Linked DNA regions of Mus musculus: region 2 is linked to region 1. A link is a contact called in public promoter capture Hi-C data. All regions are on one chromosome and are shown on one strand. The core of a region is the stretch at or near the end of the contact, and the rest is flanking DNA. Distances in the headings are between cores, read along the strand shown.

Region 1 (4,864 bases), core at 1,052-3,551:
AAACCAAGGATCTCACTTAGATTCTGATTAAAGTAGACAGTTTTGAAAACCCAACATAAAGAAAAATGTGAACTTGATATTAAGAAATTATTGCTTGGTTTGGCTTGATTTAAAAAAAAAGTTCTTGCTCTGTAGCCCAGCCTGGCCTCAAACTCATGATCCTCCTGCCTCAGCCTCCTGAGCACTGAGATCACAGGTCTTCATCTGACTTTTATTAGTTTTTACATTTGTATTGTTTATTATTGTGTGTGTGTGTGTGTGTGTGTGTGTGTGTGTGTGAGCGGACACACACATCAGGACACGTATGTGGAGGTCAGAGGTAAGTCTGTGGAGTTGAGATGTGAGCGGACACACACGTCAGGACACGTATGTGGAGGTCAGAGGTAAGTCTGTGGAGTTGAGATGTGAGCGGACACACACGTCAGGACACGTATGTGGAGGTCAGAGGTAAGTCTGTGGAGTTGAGATGTGAGCAGACACACACGTCAGGACATGTATGTGGAGGTCAGAGGTAAGTCTGTGGAGTTGCTGCTCTCCTTCCCCCTTTGCCTGCATCTCAGGCTTCAAGCTCAAGTCGTCAAGTCTTTTATGAGTTTTTAAAGGCACAACAATGTTGTGGTAGATATTATGTGGGGGTTTCTACTCCACCTTAGATCATTTGCCTCCCAACTAAAAGACACAAACCTTTATAATAAACCTTAACAGCACTAGAGTTGGGCAGATGTCAACCCTCTGGGCTATTTTTGTCTGCTTTCTTGTCAATAACCCCAAGACATCACTTGCCACACACATTCCACCTAGGCCACTCCCACTCCAACAGGCCAGCCCTGGTGGCCAGGTGCTCACAATCCACACCACCCCATGGCGACTTCTCCACCCTCCCTTCCTTCTCTCCTCTCTTCTGTGCCTGAACACAAGCCCGGGAACCTTCAGCCCCACCTACCTCTTCTGCCCAGCTATAGGCTGTAGGCATCTTTACTAACCAATCATGAATATACAACAAGAGCTGGTATAGTTGAGGACCTGCTTGTCTTGGAGCAGCCAGGTCATGGGATACAGTTTTTAGCATTTGAATACAGAGCCACAACAGACCAACCCACTACACAACAATGACACCACGATTTAATGAAGATTCCTTTTTCTAATCAGTGGTAAAATAATGCCATAGCTATGCAGCAAATAACTGGGTGCAGGGACAGACATGTGGACAAAACACGTGGCCATGAGTTACTCCCAGGATAGTCACAGGCCCAGAGGGTATCTGAAAGCAGGTATATTTACTAGAGAAAGAAGGGAGTGTGCACATGCGTGCTCCCTGAGTGACAGTATATCGTCCCTGTGACCATCATTATTGCTGGCTGATGATAATCTACCTCCTACACTCAACAGCTTTTCCACCTGAACTTTTAAAAACTGGTGATACCAGTTTTAAACCTTGATAGAAACCTAACGATGAACCTGGCTGCTGCACTCCCCCAACACACACACACACACACACACACACACACACACACACACACACACACAGAGCTTCTCAGGCACATCAACATTCCCTCCTTTTTACTAGTGTATCCTAGCTCAGTCTTGCATCCCCAGCAGAGGGAACCACCACACGGCCTTCTTCCTAAACACTCCCTCTCACCATAACCACCACAGCGCCCTTCCTAAACACACACACACAATTCAGCATGAAACTACTGTCACAGACATTGATCCTCAAAATGACTAATGGGACAGAATCCAGTGTCAGTTAAGCTTACTACAGTGAGGGTATCCTACAGGTACAAATTCCGAGTGTCTTCAGACCTTGCACAAACTATGGAAAATAAAATCCTGCCAGGAGGGGTAGCATATGTTTGTAATCCCAGCACAAAGTGGTATGGTGTGGTATGAATCCAAAGCCAGCATGGGCTACAGGGCAAGACCGTTTCAATCTCTACACAAAAGATTACAAATAGGTTCTCAGAATTAACTCTAATTTAATGCGATGAGTATGTTTTGCTGTTACCAGTGGGGGAAAAGAACACGCATTGGCCTACTCTCCTTTTCTAGAACAACTGTGCATGACTGTTCTCTCTCCAAACCTGAACGATTCCCTTATACGGTGCACTCTCAAGACGGCCTTGCACATTCAGCCTGCCCTCACTCCATTCCGCCGCGAGGTGGCAGGACGCTCACGGATGCCAGGAGACCTCTGCCGGGATCCAGTGACGTCACGCAACCCTAGCGACGATTGGCTACCTTCCCGATGACCTTGAGGGGAGGAGTCCGTGGCAGAGCCGGAAACATCGGCAACAGCGAAAGCCACGTCCCGAGACCGGGCGTGCGCACTCCGAGGATCCCAACCGCTGTAGAGGCCTCTGCACCTCCTCCTCTGGACTGAGGGGGCACACTGGCGTCTACCGACGTGGGGCGCAACCTGCCGAAAGGGGTCACACCGCTGGGCGCTAGCGAGGGGAGGAGTCACCTTGAGAGGAGGGGTCACAATGACTAGCCGAGTCACTCTGCCAGGTCTCTTTTAGTGAGAGGAACACAAAGAGGAGGGGGTGCAGCACTGAGGGGCTCGGGGAACACACGGATGTAGCAGTGTCATCCGTAGGAAAGGTCCCCCGAAGGAGAGCGGGCTCCGAGGGGCAGCGGCCTTTGAGGGGGCGGGATCCTGCCGAGGGCGGGGCCTCCTTGCAGGTGCAGGCGTCTCCGAAGAGAGGGTTATTAGGACAAAGAAGTAAGAGGGTGGTCACCGGATCGAGCGTCGGAATCTCAACTTTACTTAGGGGGATGGAGATGGAGTGAGAAGGAGTCGAGCAGGTCAGGGATGCGAAGGCCAGAGGCTCCCTACAGCCCTGGATACTGCGATCGGAGAAGACAGGTGTTAGCGAGCCCCGAGATTTAGAGTGTCGGGGTCAGAAACCCCCCTGAAATGGACAGTCGGAGTCGGACGCAGACCGGGCAGGCAGCGTGGTCGATCCGTGGAGCCCAGGGCGCAGGAGAATTAGCGCCAGCAGTCAACCCTCAAGTCGTCCTGTGATTCACGCCCCGGCCTACGCGCGGGGGACGCACCTGAGGGGGCGTGGCCGGGCCGCAGCCCGGGCTCCAAGGAGTTAACCGCAGACCGGGCCGGGCCCCGCCCCGGGCAGGCCGCACAGCCTGAGCCCGGCGGCGAAGCGGAGCAGCAGCCGCCCGCGGGGAGCCCGCCGCCGGCGCCCGGGAGCGCCGCCGCCGCCCGGCCCAGGCCCAGGCCCAGGCCCCGCGCAGAGCGGAGAGCCGCGGCGTTCCACCGGGCCCAACTCGCCGGCGCGGCGGGGGCGGGCCCAGGACCTTCGGCAGGTCCTCCAGGAGTCCACCGGGCGGGAGTCCCGGCCCCCGGGATCGGGTTGGGCCGGCGCCCATGGCGAGCGCGGCCTGCCCGGGTCCCGGGGATCCGGCCATGTGAAGCAGGCCGGGGCTGGGGGCCCGGCCATGGCCGGGGAACGGCCGCCGCTGCGGGGCCCCGGGCCCGGAGAGGCTCCGGGGGAGGGGCCGGGGGGCGCAGGCGGAGGCCCGGGCCGGGGCCGGCCCTCCTCCTACCGGGCCCTCCGCAGCGCCGTGTCCAGCCTTGCGCGTGTGGACGATTTCGACTGCGCAGAGAAGATCGGGGCCGGTTTCTTCTCTGAGGTCTACAAGGTAGGACCCGCAGAGAGGACAGAGGGGCGGGACCGAGCCTTGGACGGGAGGCTAGAACTTAGAGGCCCCGCAGCCTGGGTTAGAGATCCTTGAGCTAGCAGCCACCCAACCTGTCGGGCACACACGGAGCCTTGCCTCCCCCAGGTTCGGCACCGACAGTCGGGACAAGTCATGGTGCTGAAGATGAACAAGCTCCCCAGTAACCGGAGCAACACGCTAAGGGAGGTGCAGCTGATGAACCGGCTCCGGCACCCTAACATCCTCAGGTGAACGGCCTAGCCTCTTGCTGGACAGCTTGCTGGGCAGGAGGAAAAGTCCCTTGGGAAAGGAGGGAGATGCAGTGGAGCCCGGGCTCTTACAGCGTATCCTTTATCCTCCCCATCACCTTTCAGGTTCATGGGGGTCTGTGTGCACCAAGGGCAGCTGCACGCGCTTACAGAGGTAAGCATTAAGCATAGGCCAGGAAAGAGGGAAGGCACCACACCCCCAAGTGAGAGTGTCAGTGATCTTGGTGGGTCTGCTGGGAAATTAAAAAGAAGCCACCTGCCTGCCCAGGACCTCAGGACCTCCTCCAACTAAAGGCTTCCTGAACTTCCCTGTGTGCAAACCACTTATTAGAATACTCAGCTGGAGTTAGTGATGGAGATATTTTGTATCTGGGTCCAATACAGGAGCCACTAGCTACACGTGGAATAGACTAAAACAAGAGCTGGTGTAACAAAAGAATGTCTGATTATATTTAAATGTATTGGATAACATAGCTGTACATAGTCCTACTGTGAGAGACAGGGTAGCCTAGTATATAAATGGGAACCTTAGAGCACAGACCCACCAACCCTTTTGACCTTTGTGAGCCTCCTGAGTGTCAACTGTCTTAGGAGTGGCAGGCACAGAGCACCGACATTCACACACCTTGTCTTTCCCCATGTCCCAGTATATGAATGGGGGCACCCTGGAACAGCTGCTCAGCTCCCCAGAACCCCTCTCCTGGCCAGTCAGGCTCCACCTAGCCCTGGACATTGCACAAGGCCTACGGTACCTACACGCCAAAGGTGTGTTTCACCGAGACCTCACATCCAAGGTAGGCTGGCCAAGACGGGTGGAACGATTAAAGAGGGTTTGTGACTGTTAAGTTGTAATTGGCCTGTGGATATTGACATGTAGGTAGTAGATACGTTAGGATGTCGGGGTGCCAAGGTGT
Region 2 (4,864 bases), core at 821-3,320, 230 kb after region 1:
GCATCACCGTGCCTGGCTACCTCTGGCTTCTAAATCTGCATCTCTAACTCAGATCTCGTTATTCCCTTGTGCTTTAGGTGCGCATGCCTGGTCTTTCCCAGGGAAGTCCCACTCCCTTCAAACCTGGAAATACATGTCTTACCCTAGTCTTCTGTAGTGCCATCTGCAACTAGCACCACTCTTAATCTTCCAAACACGCCCCAATTGTATCTCTTTCTCACTGCTCCCTTCAATTTGTTCATGTCCTCATTATCTTCTGCCTGGCGGTACAGTACCATTGGCTCTCCACTACCACCTCTGCATATCCACCCACTCAACCTTACACTTAGGACATATTTTATAAACATCCCAAACTAACACTTTACTCAGGCACCATGTATGCATCTGGGACCAGATGAGCTTGAGAGGCAATGCAGCACACAGGAGCAGAATGGATGGCTTGTCTCCAGGATGCTGTGAAGAGGGAGGGTGCTAGATTCACCCTAGAAAGATCCAGGAGGGAAGCTCTTTCCTCCTCCAGCAAGACCTTTTGAACACACACAACCTTCTGAACCAGCCTAATGGATGACATCCAAGTTTCTTGGCCCTGACTGGCAAGGTCTGTTGTCACCACCTCAGACCCTTTCAGGTGCTAAGGAATGAACTGGAGGCTTTTATATGCTGGCAAGTGCTCTATCATGGAGCTACACCCAAAAACCCTTGGTATTTTGAGACAGGGTCTCACTATAGGCCTGGCTGGCCTAGAATTTGGACCAAGCTGGCTTTAAACTGGCAATAATTCTCCTGCCTCTACTTCCCAGGTACTGAAATTACAGGCCAGTGCCACCACTCGGGCTTCCAACACAGACCCTGTCATCTGTACAAGTCTATCATCATTTGTAAGAGCTACTTAAGGATTCACGTGTTTCTCTGATCTGTAGTGTGTCCCGTGTCTCAGAGACAGTATTAGCTACCTTGAGATATTGCATCTTAAGCTCATTAGAGCGATCTCTCAGCAGAAGACCTGGGTTTAATTCTCAACATGGCTGCTCACGACCGCCCGTAATTCTAGTCCCAAGGGCTCTGACCCTCTCTTCCAGCCTCCACAGACACTGTACTCATGTGGTGTACAAATATACACGCAGGCAAACACACCCATACACATAAAATAAAATTAAAGGTTTGTTTTTTAAAAAAGTAATTACTTTCCCTGGGGTCTTTCTACAGGGCAAACTAGCAAAGGGGCAGAGGGAGGATGACGAGAAAGTGGGTGAGAACGCGGACAAAAAGTAGAGGACGAGCGGGGAAGGACAGATGGTATTAGGAAAAGTGGCAGGGTAAAGGGCTGGGGTGGAGGGCTGTTTGAAAAACTACCTACCTCTCTGCTTGGGCTTGGTGATCCCAAGTCCTTAGGTCAGGATCTTTACCTGGGTTGGAGGGGGAAGTATTGATTCTGACCTACGGAATGGTTTTGCTGTTGATGAGCCAGGCTGTAGGTGCTAACTGAGAGGCCTTGTTAAGTTTGTTTGGGAAGGCGTAGGCACCTGCAGACCTTAGCAAAGGGACTCTGGCCCCAGTTGATAAAGGCAGTAAAGGGAAGGAAGAAGAGAGGTCCAGGGCCAATGAAGGATGCGCTCTAGAACCCAGGACAGGCTTCGATCCCCAGGGCAACAGAAATGCCAAGTAGTCTCCAGGGCAACAGAAGTCTTCTCGTCATCTCCGGGCGTGGGTGAGGTTTCCTGAGAGGGCTGCTTTGGATCTAGTTGGGATCAGAGTTGAGTGAGTCTCTCTGTAGGCTGTGCAGACCTAGGAATGGGAGGAACACGGCCCGAGAGGAGCCTGGTTTTGTGAATTTCTGGAAGGTTTCTGTACAGTATGTGAGCCGCGTTCACTGGGAGATGTGGACCTGAGAGGTGACCCAGGGCCGGGCGGTGAGGCTTGAGACAGAGGCTCTAAGGTAGGCAGCGCAGCAGGCTTCAGTTAGAGGCCAATAGAATTGGGTAGGGGCGGGCTTTGCTGAGAGCGGCCAATCGCATGGGGCGCGGGGCGGAGCGTCAGGCGAGCGTCACGCCGCGGCCGCCGCGGGGCCTGGTTAACGCCGGTTCAGCGCAGCCCGGAGTCGCCCAGGCCTGAACTCCTCCCCAGGTCCCGGCCCCGGCCCCGGCCCCGGCCCCAGCCCCGAGCCCGCGAGGACGCCAGAGGCCACCCCCCGGGGGTGGGGAGCGGAGCCGCGGGTCAGCTCTACGAGCGTCCCGTGCTGGCCTGGCCGGCCCCGCCCCCGCCCCGGGCCATGGCCCAGCCCTTGTCCCGGCCCCTCATCCTATCCCAATTTCAGCCTTGGCCTCCGGCCACGCCCTCGCCCCGCTTCCCAAACCTGTCCAGGCCCCGGCCGGTGTCCCAGCGAATGTCCAGGTCCAGGTCCCCGCTTCAACCCCGGTCCCTGCCCCCAGCCTGGCCGCTATCTCCGCCTCGGCCCTTGTTCCACCCCTTGTCACAATTCCCAGCCCAGCATCTGACCCTGTCCCATTCCCCGCGTTTGCTTAAGCCCCTGGCCCAGCCACAGCCCTTGCTTCAATCTCCATCACACCCACTCCTTCCATCACACCTTCTGCCCTTGTTTGAGCCCCGGTGCTCAGTTCAGCGCCACCCAAAAAAAGCCCAGTCTTTGCCCCCATCTCTATGTTTGCCCAAGTCTCTTCCACTGGGTCCCCGCCTCTCTCATACTCTACCCCTCTCCCAGCCTCGACTCAGGTCTGGGCTCCAGCTGCCACCAGCCCTATTGCTGCTGTTGCTGTTTTCTGTCCTTGGTCCAGGGGCTGGTGAGTGGAGAAGCGGAAAGGATTGAGACCGGATGGGGTTCCAGGGAGGGATAGCTTGGAAAGAGTCGGGAGAGGTGGGACTTGGTGAGCTCGGTCACTGGGGGAAGAAATGTGTGTGTGTTGGAGGGGAAGAGCAAGAAGGGGGCTTACACAAGAGATGGATTTGCAGCCTTTAAGAGTGGTGAGGCAGGGACTCTCAGGTAGTTCAGCAGGTTGCTAATAGTCCTCAAGAGATGGAGATCTCCTTTCCCGGTGTCCATCCTGACTCCTTGAGTCTGGCTTACCCTGGGAAGTCTTGGGGACTTTGCTCCTTTTGTTTCCAAAGTTTTATGGAGAGGACATAGTAAAAGCTTTTATTGTAACCTGAGATATGGAGACACTGTAGCCTAAAACTTTGAGATAACAAACACGCATTAAAAGAAAAAAGGGCTGAAAAGCAGTTTTGAAGACAATATGTTGCATTATATAGATGGACATGGGTTATTTACTCTTTCTTCTTGTGCTGGGTCTTTCCCTAAGCAATCATAGCTGGGCTAAGGATAGTTTTTGATACGTTTAAAGCATGACTGAACCTCAGCACAATTCTGCAGATGAGGAAACTGAGGCTCAGGCAGGGAGCAGTTCAAAGTTGTGTTCTACATAGATGGCAATAGTGGAGCTAGAAAAAAAGGTTTCCTAATTCCCGTGACATAGTGGTTGTCTCCCTCCCCTCTTCCTCTGACTACAATACCCGATTGAAGTATTCCTCCATTGACCCAAGGCATAATCTCTTTCATAAACTGTTTCTCACTTGTATCTAGTTCAGGAAGCCCCTTGGCTGGTTAGTAGAGCCGCCCAGCCTCTTAATGGTCAGAATGAGAGAAGCAGAGAGGGGCCTAGCTTAAGGGGCAGAGGTGGTCCCATCAGGAAATGGCTAGTGTTCAAGGTCTTAGCCCCAAGCCACCTTTGCTGAGTGGCTCTGTATCGAGAGATTGTCCCAACTGTCTTTGGCAATAACAGCTAGCTGCAGCTGTGGGTGGCAGGGGTTTTCAATGATCTCAGTGGGTCTGCTCAGTGTACAGCCTGAGATCAGTGCCATCTGAGGGTCGTAGGCCTGCAGAGACGTGTGGGGACTGTGTACTTGTGTGTATAACAGGGACCTGGGAATGGTGCATGTGTGCCATGCATTCACTCTTGCATGTTGGTGAGCTGCATTTGATCTGAATATACGTGAGCTGATAATGTCTTTGGAGTGCATATATTATTGTGTGAGGGGGAGGGGATGCTATATGGCCTACACACTTCTCAGCTTGGCACGCTCCTCTTAGGAACATATCACCAAAATGCTACTTTTAGAAGCAGGTAATTCCTAGGCTTGAAGGAAGCATTAGAGGTGTGTGTGTGTGTGTGTGTGTGTGTGTGTGTGTGTGTGAATGAATGTTCACATCCATGTGTGTGTTTACTTAGGCTAGGGGCTACTTTATTCCCTGGAGACTATCTCTCATTGAACCTGAAGCTCCTATTACGCACCTGTCTTTATTGCACATGCACCGGCATGTATGGTCATGCTAGGCTTCCTCCTCCTCCCTCTTCTTCCTCTTTCTTCTCTTCCTCTTCTCCCTCTTCCTCCTTCTTTCCCTCCTCCTCCTCCTTCAAATGTGGGCATTGGGATTTCAACTCAGGTTTTCATACCTAGATAGCAAATATTCATACCCACTGATTGTCTCCCTAGACCTTGAGATCTTATTCATCATCCACCCAGTCTCCTGGGAGGAAGGACCCAGGATGGGGGGGGGGTAGACATTCGTTGTTGACTACAGTGCAGGATCGACACTTTCCGAAGCAGCTGGCAATTAGCTTTTGGTTTTGATGAGGAGAGTTTGCACACACACACACACGATTTAGGTGAAACACCTTCACGTTATTGTAGAAGGGACATCAGGACAAGCTCATTTAGACTTGGGTAGACATGCTTTCTGGGACATGGTTCTGGTAGGCCCTGTTAAAATTCCAAATCAAAGCATGAGATGGATAGGGCAGTTTTCCAAGGAGCCGCCCTGCCTCCAACTCCTATGTTACCCCCAAAG

Evidence for each region. Capture Hi-C pulls out chosen DNA fragments and counts their contacts.
Region 2: a contact with region 1 is called in a promoter capture Hi-C map of pancreatic islet. The contact joins the promoter of Tmem8b here to the promoter of Tesk1 in region 1. A contact is called at or near these places in 10 of 39 promoter capture datasets (the 3T3-L1 cell line, 3T3-L1-derived adipocytes, the HPC-7 cell line and 5 more), 2 of 15 datasets of contacts at CTCF or cohesin (large pre-B cells and pro-B cells), 58 of 484 Hi-C or Micro-C datasets (B cells, the Ba/F3 cell line, the C2C12 cell line and 38 more), 21 of 115 datasets of contacts at active chromatin or transcription factors (the 230-238 cell line, the SCID.adh cell line, T-cell acute lymphoblastic leukemia and 12 more) and 4 of 9 other capture datasets (adipose tissue, embryonic stem cells, liver and 1 more).

The regions. Positions count from the first base shown.
Region 1 is chr4:43,439,976-43,444,839 of GRCm38.p6, forward strand. It overlaps Tesk1 (testis specific protein kinase 1), which reads left to right and starts at 2,302. Exons shown (of 10, transcript NM_011571.3): 1 at 2,302-3,663; 2 at 3,808-3,929; 3 at 4,056-4,104; 4 at 4,598-4,744. The coding sequence starts at 3,460.
Region 2 is chr4:43,667,237-43,672,100 of GRCm38.p6, forward strand. It overlaps Tmem8b (transmembrane protein 8B), which reads left to right and starts at 2,071. Exons shown (of 13, transcript NM_001368840.1): 1 at 2,071-2,798. The coding sequence starts at 2,270. Fam221b (family with sequence similarity 221, member B) reads right to left here and starts at 1,623. Exons shown (of 7, transcript NM_175517.3): 1 at 1,358-1,623.